Regions from separate parts of the Mus musculus genome. Here region 2 is linked to region 1. A link is a contact called in public promoter capture Hi-C data. All regions are on one chromosome and are shown on one strand. Each heading gives the region's core, a stretch centred on a gene start, on an enhancer-like site or on the middle of the called end of the contact. The rest is flanking DNA. Distances are from core to core; before and after follow the strand shown.

Region 1 (6,556 bases), core at 1,673-4,172:
AACAAAACAAAAACAAAACAGGAAAACCAAAACCCAAACCACGGTCACTTCTCCACAGCGAGCTTAGATAATAAACACGGATAGATAATAAAGACGGCTGCGGGGCCCTTCCACCTAACTTTCACCGCTTGCTAAGGATTCCATTCTAGCTTCCTCTCCACGCACAGTGCAAAGGGGAATGGGGGTGGGGACTCTTTCTAAGACACAAGAGTTAAGGTGACCGCTCTCGAGGAGAGATGGCTTCCGAGAGCTCATACCTAGGAGCAAATAGCGATAGCGCGGCGACTCCCCGACTGCTCTCTCCTCCAGGAGCAAGCGACTGGGTCCGGCGTCTCTGCCCTGCAGTCCGGCAGATCAGCAGCTCTGATGCCCAAGCCCCGTCTCCACTGCCTGCGCCGGCCTGCACAGCCTTATATCTAACGGTCAATTCGTGCAATCTGTCGCTTCCCCCTCCAGATCGCCCCCCCTCCTTGGTGGTTTTTTTTCCCCTTCTTCCAAGAAGCCCATCTACCAGTTGCTGTGTCCTCGCTCAATAATAATTACCTCGTCCGAGAATTAATTATAATAAATGTTTTCTTGATAAACTAACGAGATAATCCGAGGGGCACACGTCCCTTAATTACAGGCCGTCGTGCTCAGCTCTGCTTCTCGTCCTGGCTGATTAATTTTCTGCATGATAGAAAGGAAACAAAACTTCGCTGACTGGCGGCTCGGCCTGAGGCAGGGGAGAGGACCGAGAGCCGGAGGGAAAGGAAGAAGGAGGTACGCGGGCATTTGGAAAACAGCCGGCGCCAGGCCCGCCAACTCGAGTGAAAGTTTCTGGCCTCGGGGAATCAACATCACCACCCGCGAGGGAGGGAGAAAGAAATGTGCCAAAGGGTTGCTCTTGACTATTAATTATAGTTCGAAGAAGCCCCGGTGTTAGGTCTGGAAGGAGAGGCCTGGGTGTCTACCTTTCTCTGGGGGAGGAGTTTGCGCCCAACTCCACTCTAGTGCTAATAACTTTCAGTGGCCGGAAAAAGTCCCGAGGTGAACAGACGAAATCCTGACACCCCCCCCCCCCCAAGCTCTGGAATGGAGGGCACAGTTTCCAAGGAAGAGCAACTCCTCTCGGTCCCCACCCAAAGTGGTCCACGCGGCTGGGCCTTCTTTCTCTCTCCATACACCCTTCTCCCTCCAAAAGACCAAATCGGTTTGGGGCTCTAAGGTTTTCAGATTTTCCAGTGAAATCGGACACTGGCTTTCAATAGTCCCTTGAACGCATCAACACCGCCACTTCTTCGGAGTTTGCCGCGCGAACCGTCGCCCAGGCCGGGTGTCAGCGGGGACCTTCTAATAGTTCGTTTTGGGGGCAGGCCGAGAGCAGGGGCTGGGCCTCGGCGAGCCCCTCCGTATAAGGTCAGCCTTGACCTACGACACTTCATTGTCCCCAAGCCAGAAAAGGCAGTACAGAAGTGCTTAACGGGCCACGATGCTACCCCAGACACAAAACAACTAAGAACTCGAAGTCCTTCCTAGGGAGGGACTCCGGGGTCTCTGACCAGGAGCATCCAGGCGCCCACCCTCAGGTCTGGCTGTCCCAGTTGCGCGCAGAGGCTGAGGCGCGCGTGCCCTGAACCACACTAGCCACAGTCGCCTTTAAAACCTGTCCAACTAGCGGCCTCGGCCTGGCGATCTGGCCCAGAAGCCCCGACTTTCAGTGTACAGTTCTGGGGCTTGGGGGAGCCGCACCCCTAGGGATGGAGAGGAGGAGAGTTGTAAAAGATTCAAGAGCCCTAGCGGCTTTGAGAAGAGGCGGAGAGCAGAGGGGCATTAAGCTTGGGGAGTGAGGACGAGAAACAGGAGCTGAGGCGGCGCGGGAGTAACAAGACGCCAGCGCTGTCGCCTCCTCGGTTATCCGCTCCGATTTCGGCTCCCGTTGCAAACCGAGGAGTCTAGAGGCAGCCCGAGGCCCCCGCCGATAATGGAGAGCCGGCCTTCGGGAGCTCCGTCTTTCGGAAGCGTCCACCTTATTATCTTTGTTTTAATTTACCAACCTAGGTACATTACACAAGCATTATTTTGTCATGGATTCTAAAATACGCCCTTGGAACCAAACCTAAGGACTCCAGCTCAATCTAGGGGCCAAAATGCAAAGCTCGCGAGGAGAAGCCATGAATAGCGTGGGCATAAGAACAAAACCCCTCCCCAACTCCCAGATTAGACTCCTAGGATTTCTGCGACGTTCTTCGGTAGCAGCGACCCCCAGGAGCACGCGCTCTCGCTCCCTCCCACTCCCTCCCTCTTCTACAGATCGTCAAATTTTTTCCTAATGGTCATTATTTCGTCTCAAAATTCTCATTAGAAAAATAAAATACATCGCCCGCCCCCACCCAAGGAAGTTCCACGTCCGCAGAGTTGCACATTGGAGGAGCGGAGGTCACTGCGGACTGGGGGAACACAAAGATATCGCTATAGACAAGACAGACGGACACTTACCTTACAGCCGCATTGGACGTTAGAAAAGAAAAAAAAATCAAATTATCCTTCAAAATTCCAAATAGCCAGCTATCCTAAAAGAAATCAAGAGCATTCAGTTAAAAACCTTGTAGTCTTCACCTTTCCATAAAAAGTCAAACATAACCAGAAAAAAAAAACAATTAAAAGAAAACATAAAATGAAGTGGCCAGAGTTGTAAACAGGCTTGTGTCCGTCTACGATACATACAAAGTAGAGGTGGCGACTGAGCTCCTCTAGCGATTTTTATTTTTTAGTAACAGTGGAGGCTGAGTTGGAGCTGAGGAAGGTTCCGCTCTCAGGGAGATTTGCTGAGAAAGCGCCTCTCTGGCAACTTTTTGACGCAAACTCTCCAACCAATGGCAGGGAGAGAATGATTGACACATCTAAGCCAGAGGGAAAATAATAAAAACACACAACAGGGGGAGGAAAACAGGCCGCTGCTGCACGGGGGGAAGAGCAGGCAACAAATCCAGGCCTCCGACACTACCAGAACGTTCTTTAAAACACTGGGCTACGCTTAAAATATACATTATGGGCCCAAGCATGTGAACTAATTGTATAATTAAAATGATGGACAGGAAGGCCTCCCTCTTCGGTCTTTTCTTCTTCCTTTATACTCCTTCTTATCCTCCTTTTCTTTTTTGTTTTTATTTTAGAGAAAGGATACCAAACAACATAAAGCAGGAAAATATTTAAGTCAAAGCTAGGGGAAGGAGGGAGGGGGTAGTACCCCGTTTTCGATTTCCAACGCTAGCAAAGAATGTGTGGGTCAGAGGCAGAACTCAAACCCAGGCACAGGCTTAAAAACAGGGCTATGTTCTCTTGAAGAGGACCAGACGGCGCTGAGGGAAAAATGGGTGAAGATGAACAAGAGTGGAACTGAGCTGTGAACATGCAGTGTAGGCAGAGAGTCACGCAGCTATGGACTGTCTGAAAACTCCAGCGTCCTCACTGGCTGTTCTTTTACCCCTTAGAATAACCCTTGGTCTCTGGAGTTCTGGCTTTCCAGGCATGTTTTTTCAATTTGATAAGCATAGAGCAAGATACAAAAGAAAACGTGAGCTCCCAAATCTACCGCCAAGGCAGATTTCCGGCCAAGGGAGGGGATACCTCAAATCTCTCCAGCTGAGTATGAGGTGACAAAAAGCCCCCAGTAGAAACAGTTTGTGCTTAAGAACAAACGCCTGGTACTTCAGGCCTGGGAGTTACTAGGGATGGAGGCGCCCTACTCAGAGGCCGAAACTCGGGAGCTGGGATGCTGCAGGGTCAACCAACTCAACTTCTTCTGGTCCAGACTGGTTTTTTTTTTTTTTTTTTTTTAAACAAGAATCAGAGTTTTCTAGAAAAGCAGAAACACGCTGGACAGAATATTAGGGGACGGGGCGGGGGGAGGTGAGGGGCAAACGCTACTGCTGAGTGTGTGAATGGAGGCTGGGAGGGGGAGGGGGGGGGAGGATAGCTTTCCCCTCACAACTCCCAATGCAGAAGGAAAAACAAAACAAAACGAAAAAACCCACCCCTCCCTCACTACCTCAGTCACCGCCACCACTGCTAGTGGGCCCAAAGAAACAGCTCGTTGCCTTTAATTTGGGGACCTATGTTAATGAAGTTGGTAATTAATTCGTCGCTTTGTTGTCGGTTCTTATACTGTATGTGTAATCAAATGTGGCCGTCCTTGGGATTTACAGCAATTAGCGAATTACGGGAGTGCGCACGAGGCTGCAAGTTCTCGGCAGCCCGGCTGGGCTCGGCTCCGGCCTAAGGCTGGGCACTCCGCTGCCGCTGCAGACTTGCAGGTGTGTCCTAAGAGCCTTGGGGTCCTGGAGGCTCCGCGAACCCTCGAGCTCCTCCGGGCTTGCCCAGTTCTTCCTGGCTCCTTCGTAGCTGTTCCAGTCCTAAGGAAACTCCTGGCTGTCGCGTTCCCCAGAGCCACGACTTTGTGGGGCCTAGGCTAGGGGGGAGGGTGAGTACGGATCTTTCCTTGTTACCCCGCCCCCACTGTGCAGAAACACCTGGCGACTGTCCCTAAGGCCTTTCATTTAGGAGAGGTAAACAAATGTCCCAGGCAGTTGTCCCGCGTGGCCCGGGCTGTGGGAAGCAGGTCCTGGCTCTTGGTCCGAGCCATCGTGCTTTGTATGATGGAAAGGCAAATCCACGCGAATCTCTTGAAAAAGAGGTTGTTTCCCACCCCGAGAAAAGAGTTCTCCCCGGTTTGATCATAATGATGTTGAAAGCATCAAAGGGCGAGAAAGAAAAGAAAAGAAAAGAAAAGAAAAGAAAAGAAAAGAAAAGAAAAGAAAAGAAAAGAAAAGAAAAGAGAAAAAGGCCATTGTGGATGTAGGGGAGCAAGGCCTTGGGGGCAGTAGAGGTGGGGTGCGGTAACGAAATAGAGCGAGGGCTTGTGAGTCACTCAAAGTAAATGAAAAAATCCGGAGAGAAAGCGATACATCTACAGTAGGGTCCGGAGACATTAGGAACCTCTCAAGGCCCGGGTAAAGGTTTGGGGTGTCATCCTGAGACAACCCAGAGCAACCAAACCTCCCAGAAAAGTCCGGAGTGCTATAGACAGTGGAGGATTTCTGTTAGATACAGCGTGGGAGGGCTTTCCCCTTCAGCGGCTGGCAGCACACAGCCCCCCGCTTCTCCTTTGCCCTCTAGTCTAATAACTTCGCGGAAATACAGGGCCAATAAACCACCAGTTGGAAACGGACAGTGTTAAATAAACAAGGGTCTCTTTAAAATTCTCATCCACTTCAGATGTCTAAAGTAAGATCGTGATGATTTTGTCACGGTTTGGTAAATTTACCCCTTTAAGAGGCTTTTCATAAATCCCAGAACACACCTTCAGCCAGATTTGAATATAGATTTAGGTTTTAAAACCCAGAAGCTGGAAACACTGCTTTATCAAAGAGAATTTCCCTTTAGCTTAGCAGTGTGCTGCAGCTCTCAAAAGATTGGATCTGAAAGAGAGAGAGACACACGCACACGCACATAGGAGGAGAAAGAGAGCCAGAGCCAGAGATGAAGACAAGGGAGGGAAGGGAAAAAAGACTTTTCTTTTTTTTCTTTCTAGAGGAATTCTGCCCAGACTCTCCAGCAGTTGGTAGCAGGCAAGCTTTCTCCTGTGTCGCCTGGAAAAGTTGCAAAATTGCTCTTCACCTGTAAGAACATGCATTTTATCTTCCAGTCTCTTCTTGTCAATTTGGAAATTGCAGACACCCCGGCTCAGGTACGGTTTCCACAAACCCTATTCTAGGTCAGGACAAAAGCCACTGGCTTTGGGAGAAGGGGGGTGGAGAGGGTGGGCTGCTTCACAGAAACCCTTAGAAGCTTGATGGGAGAAAAAGACTCCTTGGATGGAAACATCTCTTGATTTTCAGTAAGTTCTTGAGCCTCCAATATTCTTCCTAGCCATTCATTGTATTTCCTTTATCCAGAGTTTAACTTTTCTCCCATTTAGAAAACAAAAACATTTCCTATGAAACTGACTTAAGATAGCTTGATTGTGGTTTTTTTTTTTTTTCCCAACAATTCTCATTAACTAGTGGGTGGGTCGTAGTGGCTGTGTGTACAATTACTCTGCTAGGCTGATGAGATATGAAGCTTCGGGAAAGTAGCAGCATACAGGCACCAAGTTATTTGTCAAGGCTTGTATGTGATTCCCACATTATGGCTGATATCCATGTTTTGTAATCTGGATTTATGTATATCACTAACTGGGCTGATTTTTCTCCATTCAAAATGCCAAGCTGGTTTAAAATATTCCAAAGTTTCCTCCAAGTTTATTAACTATGGGAGTGGGTGGGGGAGGGGAGAACCATCCCTGGGGTCTTCCAGGCTAATTAAAAAAAAAGAAGAAAACCCATATCCCACAAGAGCACAGTGGGGGTTGGTGGGGGGAGTAGTTAGACTCCCTGGACACTAACTTCCGAAATATGAAGATTAATTTCAAATCTTTTCAGCAATTCAGTGGACAGTGTGGGGAAGAGGGGGTGACCACATTTTGCATGAGAATCATCACCTATTAAAAAGAAGTAATTCTTCACTAGTTTTTTTT
Region 2 (6,582 bases), core at 4,081-6,580, 420 kb after region 1:
GAGATAAACTGATGCGTCTTCTTGACGTGATTGCATCTTTGTGCTTTACTAAAGAGCATATACATTCCTCCACTTAAGGAACGAGATTGGGGCTTGCGACATGGCTCAGAGGTTAAGAGTACCTACTGAAACTGCTCTCTTCCAGAGGACTCAGGTTCGATACCCAGCTCCCACATGATGGCTCACAGGCGTCTGTAACTCCAGTTTCAGGGGCTCCCGCTCCTCTTCTGACTTCTGAGGGCATCAGACACAGACTTGCATGCAGGCAAAACACCTATACATACAGAACTTGATTGATTGATTAATTATTTTTAAAAGTATGATCTGAATTTGTCACTGATAGCCTGCTAGGGAGAAAGGACTATACAATATATCAGACAGTACTTTTAAAAAGCAGTTCTTAGTTCAGATGCCAGCTCTGCTCCATCATGAGTACTAATTACTTCACCGTGTGCACCTGGGTTCACATTAGTGGAATACTTGGGGTATGTTAAGCACCTACAAAGAACAAAACTCGTACAGAGTGGGAGGATGTGTTCTCACAATTGTAGTTTAATATTTGTGTATAAGCTTTGCGAACTATCAGGGAAAGCTTTTAAAATGGTGAAAGGAAGGGTGTGGACACGATACCGCCTCGGCTGAATGTTTCTCTCCTTTCTCCAGCTTAACTTTAGGATTGCAGATTATACACTCACTGGATGTTATGCAGACCAGCATTCAGTTCAAGTTTTTGCATCAGGAAAGCCAAAAATAAGTGCATGTAAGTCATATAGATTCAAACTAAAGAATTAAAATGGGCATATGTTGTCGCTGCCTAAGGTGAGTTTAACGTGTAATGAAACTTGAAGACTGCAGAATAATCTCATTTTATAAACGTTTCTGTGGCTTGGTCCACTCCTATATAACCCTCTGTGAACTTTGTGTTGCTGCCTGTCTTCTGTTTGAATACAGTCTGGGTGAGCAGTGTCCAATTAGTGAGGGTTTTAGTATATGCTATATATGGATTTGCTTAGCTCTGGTTATGTTCAACTCTTGTTGGCTTCAGTGTCTTATTCTATGTAACTTTGGAAAAGCTAATGAACTTCTTAAAGTTTTAGTCCCTTCAGTTATAAAGGAGAAGTAGTAGGGAACTGTTTACTACTCTAAAGGCCTTGAGACCTGGGAGAGTGGAGCCTAAAACTGAGGTTGCCTAAAGTTTCATGCACTAGCTAACTATTCAAAGCATCAGACACTTTATACTCTGAGTGTTAAGAGGAGTCACACGAATGAAGTGTACAATCACAAGGGCAAGCTGCAGGTGGCAGATGAGCCACACATGGCAAAAACATACAGGTGCTCTCTCACTGAGCTACAGCCACAGCCTCACACTCAGATTCCTAAAACTGAGGATTAAGGTCTCAGAAAAGTAGAAGGACGGGACAAGACCATAATTATACCTGAATGCCTCAGAAGAAATAGAAAACTCTGAACTACAGAACTGTGAGCAATCTCTGAGTGGCAGCAACTCTGAGTAATGGAATCAGAATAAGACAGTTTTCTTTCCCTCCATGTTGTTCCTGTCCTTTCTCCTCTAGCTGTTTTTTGCTGTGTTTAAATGTTCCCAGTGTATGTATTCTGAAATTGATGAAGGCATGTTCATAGTATATATGTTCTTCTATGAAATATTAAACAATCATTATTGTGTCTAAATACAAACAAGTGAATATTTTCGATTATCTGTGAGAAATGTTCTTTCTTTAGATAATAACTAAAATATATTTAAGTACTTTATTAGTATTTACCAAACATAATTTTAGAAAGCATAGTTAAGAATAGGAAGTTTCTCTGACATACCATTTTTTAATACACTAGTAATATATCTTATTTATTTATTTATTGAGATATCTCACCTGCATAGCCCAGGATGGCCTCCAGCTCGCCATGTTTTTGCCTCAGATGCCCAGGTCCTGGGGTTAGAGATGTGTGCTCCAAGCCTAGCTTCTGCTTGCACTTTATATAAAAACACTGAATGAAGAGTTCATTTCAGATGAGTCACTCACTGTACCTGTCTTTCATCCCTTCAAACCTCCATCTTGCCTCACACTGAATATAAATATCCATTTTAATAGTAGCATCTTCACCTGTGGTGTGTCCGGTGCAATGTCTATGTGTTTTATGTATCTTAACTCATCAAGCCTCACAGCACCTCAAGTGTTGGTGTCTCTGCTTTATGGCTGGAGACATTGATGGAGCAGAGACGAGGTGAGGGCCATCGAGGTAGTAAGTGGCAGTCATGAGATTCAAACACAGGCTGTTGGCCGCCAGAGCCTATCTTTTTAACCGTGTGCTGCGCTGCCTCCCAGTATTATCAAAGTAGAAAAGGGGACGTAATGTAGCCTACGTTGTGTTCATTTTGAAGATCATGAAGAAAGGTTGAAAAAGCTGAATTGCATAGTCAGTGGTATATGTAGTAATAAAAATGTGTGTGTTCCAAGTAAGCATAATTTTATCAGTTTGTAGCTTATGAAACTTTAATTCAAGGAGGTTAACATTTGTCCAGAGTTGCAAAGCTGTTAAAACACAATGCTTAAATTAGAGCCAAACTATAAGAAGCCAGGAAGGCAACCTCTTCAGAGTCTTGTGAGGGAGATGGACGTTATTCATGTCTCTAACTCTTTGATTTGAATAATGAATACCTCGACTAGAATTTGGGACTTGGTAGAGATCATAAAGAGAAAATCAAGAAGAAATAGTGAAATAATTTTTACCATTAAAGTAATGGTCCATTAGAAGTACAACTAGAGATGTAGGGAGAATAAATGTTTGGTATAAATGAGATATTTCATATAAGTTTCAGTGTGGTTTACCCAAATATTTATGAGCTCATTTTTTATATGTATAAGTTTTAATAAAGCCTCAATAGAATAAAATAAGTGTTAATATTTCAAAGTTATTACCATGTTATGACTGCACTTCACAAATTAAAAAACTAATGGCTTTGTTCTCTTACTGAGTTTTTGCTAAGGTTAAACACTTTTATCATTAATTTCTTTTCTTTTTCCTTTTGTAGATCGGAAACTAATTTCTTCTGATTATTACATCTGGAATTCTAAAGCACCTGCTCCAGTAACATACGCATCATTGTTACCATGATGTTTTTCATATTCAAAAGGATTTATATGATGGTAACATTCTATCATAGAATCATAGTATTTATTTTTTTACATGTCTTCCCATAGCCCATGACTGAAAAATTACTGAGTGGTTTCTTTATGAAAACATTCATATCTTACATTTATAGTCTGATTCAGTGTAAAAGAATATTTTCAAGGCTAATGTCCCTTTTTGTCATTGTTACGATGCTCTGATTTCATGCCAGTATGACTCAGGATATATAAAAGCTGTGAGTGGCTTCGCTTTAGACTAGTCTTTAGTCTCTGTACCACACGTCCCTTCCTGTCCCATGGAGAGAGAAACAGTGCTGCAATCAGAGTCCCTTCCTTGAGTAAGAGCTCAGCCTTCTCCTAGTGCAGGTTCAGTCAGCCATCCTATGGGCTGTAATTGATTTACAAGGAAACTGTGTGCTTATCCAAGCCTCAGTACAAAGAGCGTGCTGTTGCAGAATACCCATGGTCTGGTTAAAGTAATCACAAATTGTTTCTTTCAAAAGAGCCAGTGGGAAATAATGGGATAATGTTCAAATAGTAGCCTGGTTTTTATCATATCTCTCCTGCTAGCCAATAAACCTCCATATTCCTATTTGATGTTCTAGAACTCCTGTCTTTCTGAGACAGGGTCTCATAAAGCCCAGGCTGGCCTGGGTCTCACTGTGTAGCTAAGGATGATCCCTCTTAAGTGCTGGGATTACAGTGGTATACCACCATGTCCAGTACCCTTCTAGGACTCGAACTCAGGGTTTCATGCCTGCCAGACAAGCACCCTCCCAGCTGAGCTGTGACCCTAACCCATCAAAGGCTGCTGTAACAAATTCAGTTATATGCCAGAACAACTGTGTTTAGGATGCCAGTAGACTTAAGACTGTAGTAACTTCAGAAGATGAGCATAATGATCTATGATTCTTTAGTGTCCTTAGACAAGGCTTTAAAATAATTGTAGGTATTATAGTGTTTGTTTAGTTTTTAAAAATAAAATAAACTCTGTTAATGAATGAACTCAGGTAAACAACCAAAAGCCTTTCTGTGGGTATCATTTAGACTTATTTAATATAGCAATTTTTTTCTCTTTAAGTCTGTCCCTGTCGTTTTCTTTTTACCATTTTCTTGATTCCTTTAAAACTGTCTAGCCAAGTTCCTTATCTTCTCTCATTTCTACAATTACATGACATATTCTTTTTTTAGAGCAGCATACTGTCATCAAATTGAACTTAAAGTGACTATTTAAAAAAAAAAAAAGATCTAAAGATCCTGGGAACTTAACTGATGCCAAATTTAGAAGCCAGACAATAAATATGAATTGTAGAATAATATTTTTTAATTAAACTTATTCTGGGTTCTGCTTCTTTTTGTCTTTTTTTTCCCCTTGAGTCTTCTAAAAAAAAAAAGCTTGGAAGAAGCTGCTGATTCTTAGAAGTAGAGTTGCCATCATTGAAGGGAAGTATATATAAACTTAGGACTTGAAATACAGTTTGTAGAGTCAGTCCTACTCATTCTAGACCCTTATTGCCTTCAAAACATTATCCTAGAATTAAGTTCTATTTTCATGGTCCTCCTGAGGAAATGGAGGAGATGGGCTGCCTGCCGGGGACCTGAGCTAGCTATCCTGACCTACCCAGAGGGAGGGAGGGACGGAAACATCTTTCCTGAGAAAACACTGTTCTGTAGAGGCTTTTTATCACTCTTCAACTCAAAACTTAACATTTCACTTTAATTTATTAATGGACCTGTTTGGAAATTTTGATTGTACAAATGCTTAACCAATTGTACTGTGGTAGATAAGACACATTTATCTAGTGAGCAGGGAAAGATTCCATGTGTAATCCTTGAAGCAAACTCTTCATAGACAAATTAGAAAAACCAGTGACCTCTAATTTGACATTTCTAGAAACCTGGGGAAAATCTAGGGGTTACTAGAAAAGCGTTGGGGTGACAGGGAACCAGTGCCATCTGTTGCCATTCCGTTGTAACACAGCACTGGGGAACTCAAAGCCAGCTCACATTTCCATCCCATGGAGATCAGCTGGACACACCGATGCTTCTGATTTTGTCTAGAAACCTGTCACTTCAGGATAATTTCTGAAGACAAAGCGTGTTCCCGGTTTGGTAGGTGACCTGTTTAATGTTTTCCCTGTGTCTGGGAACTCCTTAGTGTAATTAGCGACCTTTGAACTCCGCAGCTAATCCTGAGCTGTTTTGTATTCCTTACTCATCTTTACGGCTGGACCTTTCTTTTCTTCAGAGTCCACTGCCACAATTAAAGAAGAAACAGCTGCATTTCAAAGGGATTCCGATTCCAGAAGCTTAATCGTGATTGACATGTTCTTATTCTAAGCTATAAGACACTCTAAGAGTCCTTTCTTTGGTTAAAACTTCAATCATTTTCTAAAAAATTATCTCACTATGGATTTTATTCATTTTCTTTGATAGCTATTCTTTGCATTTTTTTTAACTTGAAAGGTGCTTTGCATGTGCAGTGAATATGAGTGTCGACTTCCAGTGAGAGATTTGGACATTGTCAGACTTGCTCTAGATTCGATCGTGCTAAATTCACATTTAGTGACAAAATATGATTATGAAATCTGATATCAGTGTTGTAATCATTCTTGCTCAACCCAAAGGGTTAAAAAAATGTTCATCCTAGAATGAACTCTAGAAAAGCTAGGTCATGATTTGAGTCAAGCCTGTTCTCCACGTTTTTAGTAAGCAGTGTTTTAAAGCACACACTAGCAGCTAGAGAGTGGGATGTTTTATATGATTAAATAATGGAACCTGTCAACTTGGAAGCAAATAGGTTCCTTGGACGATGTCCTTGGAGCATTTAATTTTATTTAAACCTTAGCCCATCTCAGAATCACTTCCTTTCATGCCATCTCAGTATTTCTCCTGTTAAAATATTGTGGTCTTAGATTTCTTGTGCTATGTTTAACAGCAGAAATTTTGCACATAGTAACTATTGCCAATTTTTGTTGTTGTTGTTGTTACTATATTTTAAAACCTTAACAGTCATTCATAGATTTTCACATTACCCCTGAGAATTAGATAGGTGGGGCTCCCACCCAAAACCTCTGCATGGACTGCCCCCCTCGCAGAAGTTGTCTCTAAGACAAAGGTCAAAAAAGGGATGTTAATAAACAGTCCTCAGGTTTAAGGGACTTTTTAGGATTACATCTTAAATTCCAACAAATCAGATTTAGGAGTTGCTGAAAGTGAAATTGATCCATCCCTCATCCAAACTTTGCAATACTTCCCTGTTCTGACACCCCTGAGATAGTTAGCTGTATCATCAGATTAGAGACCATTGTGCCAGGCTGCTGAAAGGAAAAGGAGCCAAAAAGCTAAACATGGGATGAATCCTGAACCTTTTAACCTGGCTGAAGTATGTTGGTTGCTGTTATGCAAATACCTTCAATCCTCTGCTAAGTTCCGT

What was found. Promoter capture Hi-C pulls out the DNA fragments that hold promoters and counts their contacts.
Region 2: a contact with region 1 is called in a promoter capture Hi-C map of cranial neural crest. The contact joins the enhancer-like site here to the promoter of Otx2 in region 1. A contact is called at or near these places in 4 of 39 promoter capture datasets (the 3T3-L1 cell line, cranial neural crest and liver) and 1 of 115 datasets of contacts at active chromatin or transcription factors (embryonic midbrain).

What each region holds. Positions count from the first base shown.
Region 1 is chr14:48,664,722-48,671,277 of GRCm38.p6, forward strand. It overlaps Otx2 (orthodenticle homeobox 2), which reads right to left and starts at 2,923. Exons shown (of 5, transcript NM_001286482.1): 1 at 2,707-2,923; 2 at 2,479-2,552. It overlaps Otx2os1 (orthodenticle homeobox 2 opposite strand 1), which reads left to right and starts at 4,567. Exons shown (of 5, transcript NR_029384.1): 1 at 4,567-4,675; 2 at 5,573-5,728.
Region 2 is chr14:49,083,196-49,089,777 of GRCm38.p6, forward strand. Ap5m1 (adaptor-related protein complex 5, mu 1 subunit) reads left to right here. Exons shown (of 8, transcript NM_144535.5): 7 at 664-760; 8 at 3,050-4,528. The coding sequence ends at 3,132. Among named protein-coding and RNA genes, the nearest start is that of Exoc5, 20 kb to the left of the region's middle. Within about 2 kb of position 5,331, at least 13 of the 459 cell types and tissues checked have an H3K27ac peak or open chromatin away from gene starts, as enhancers often do.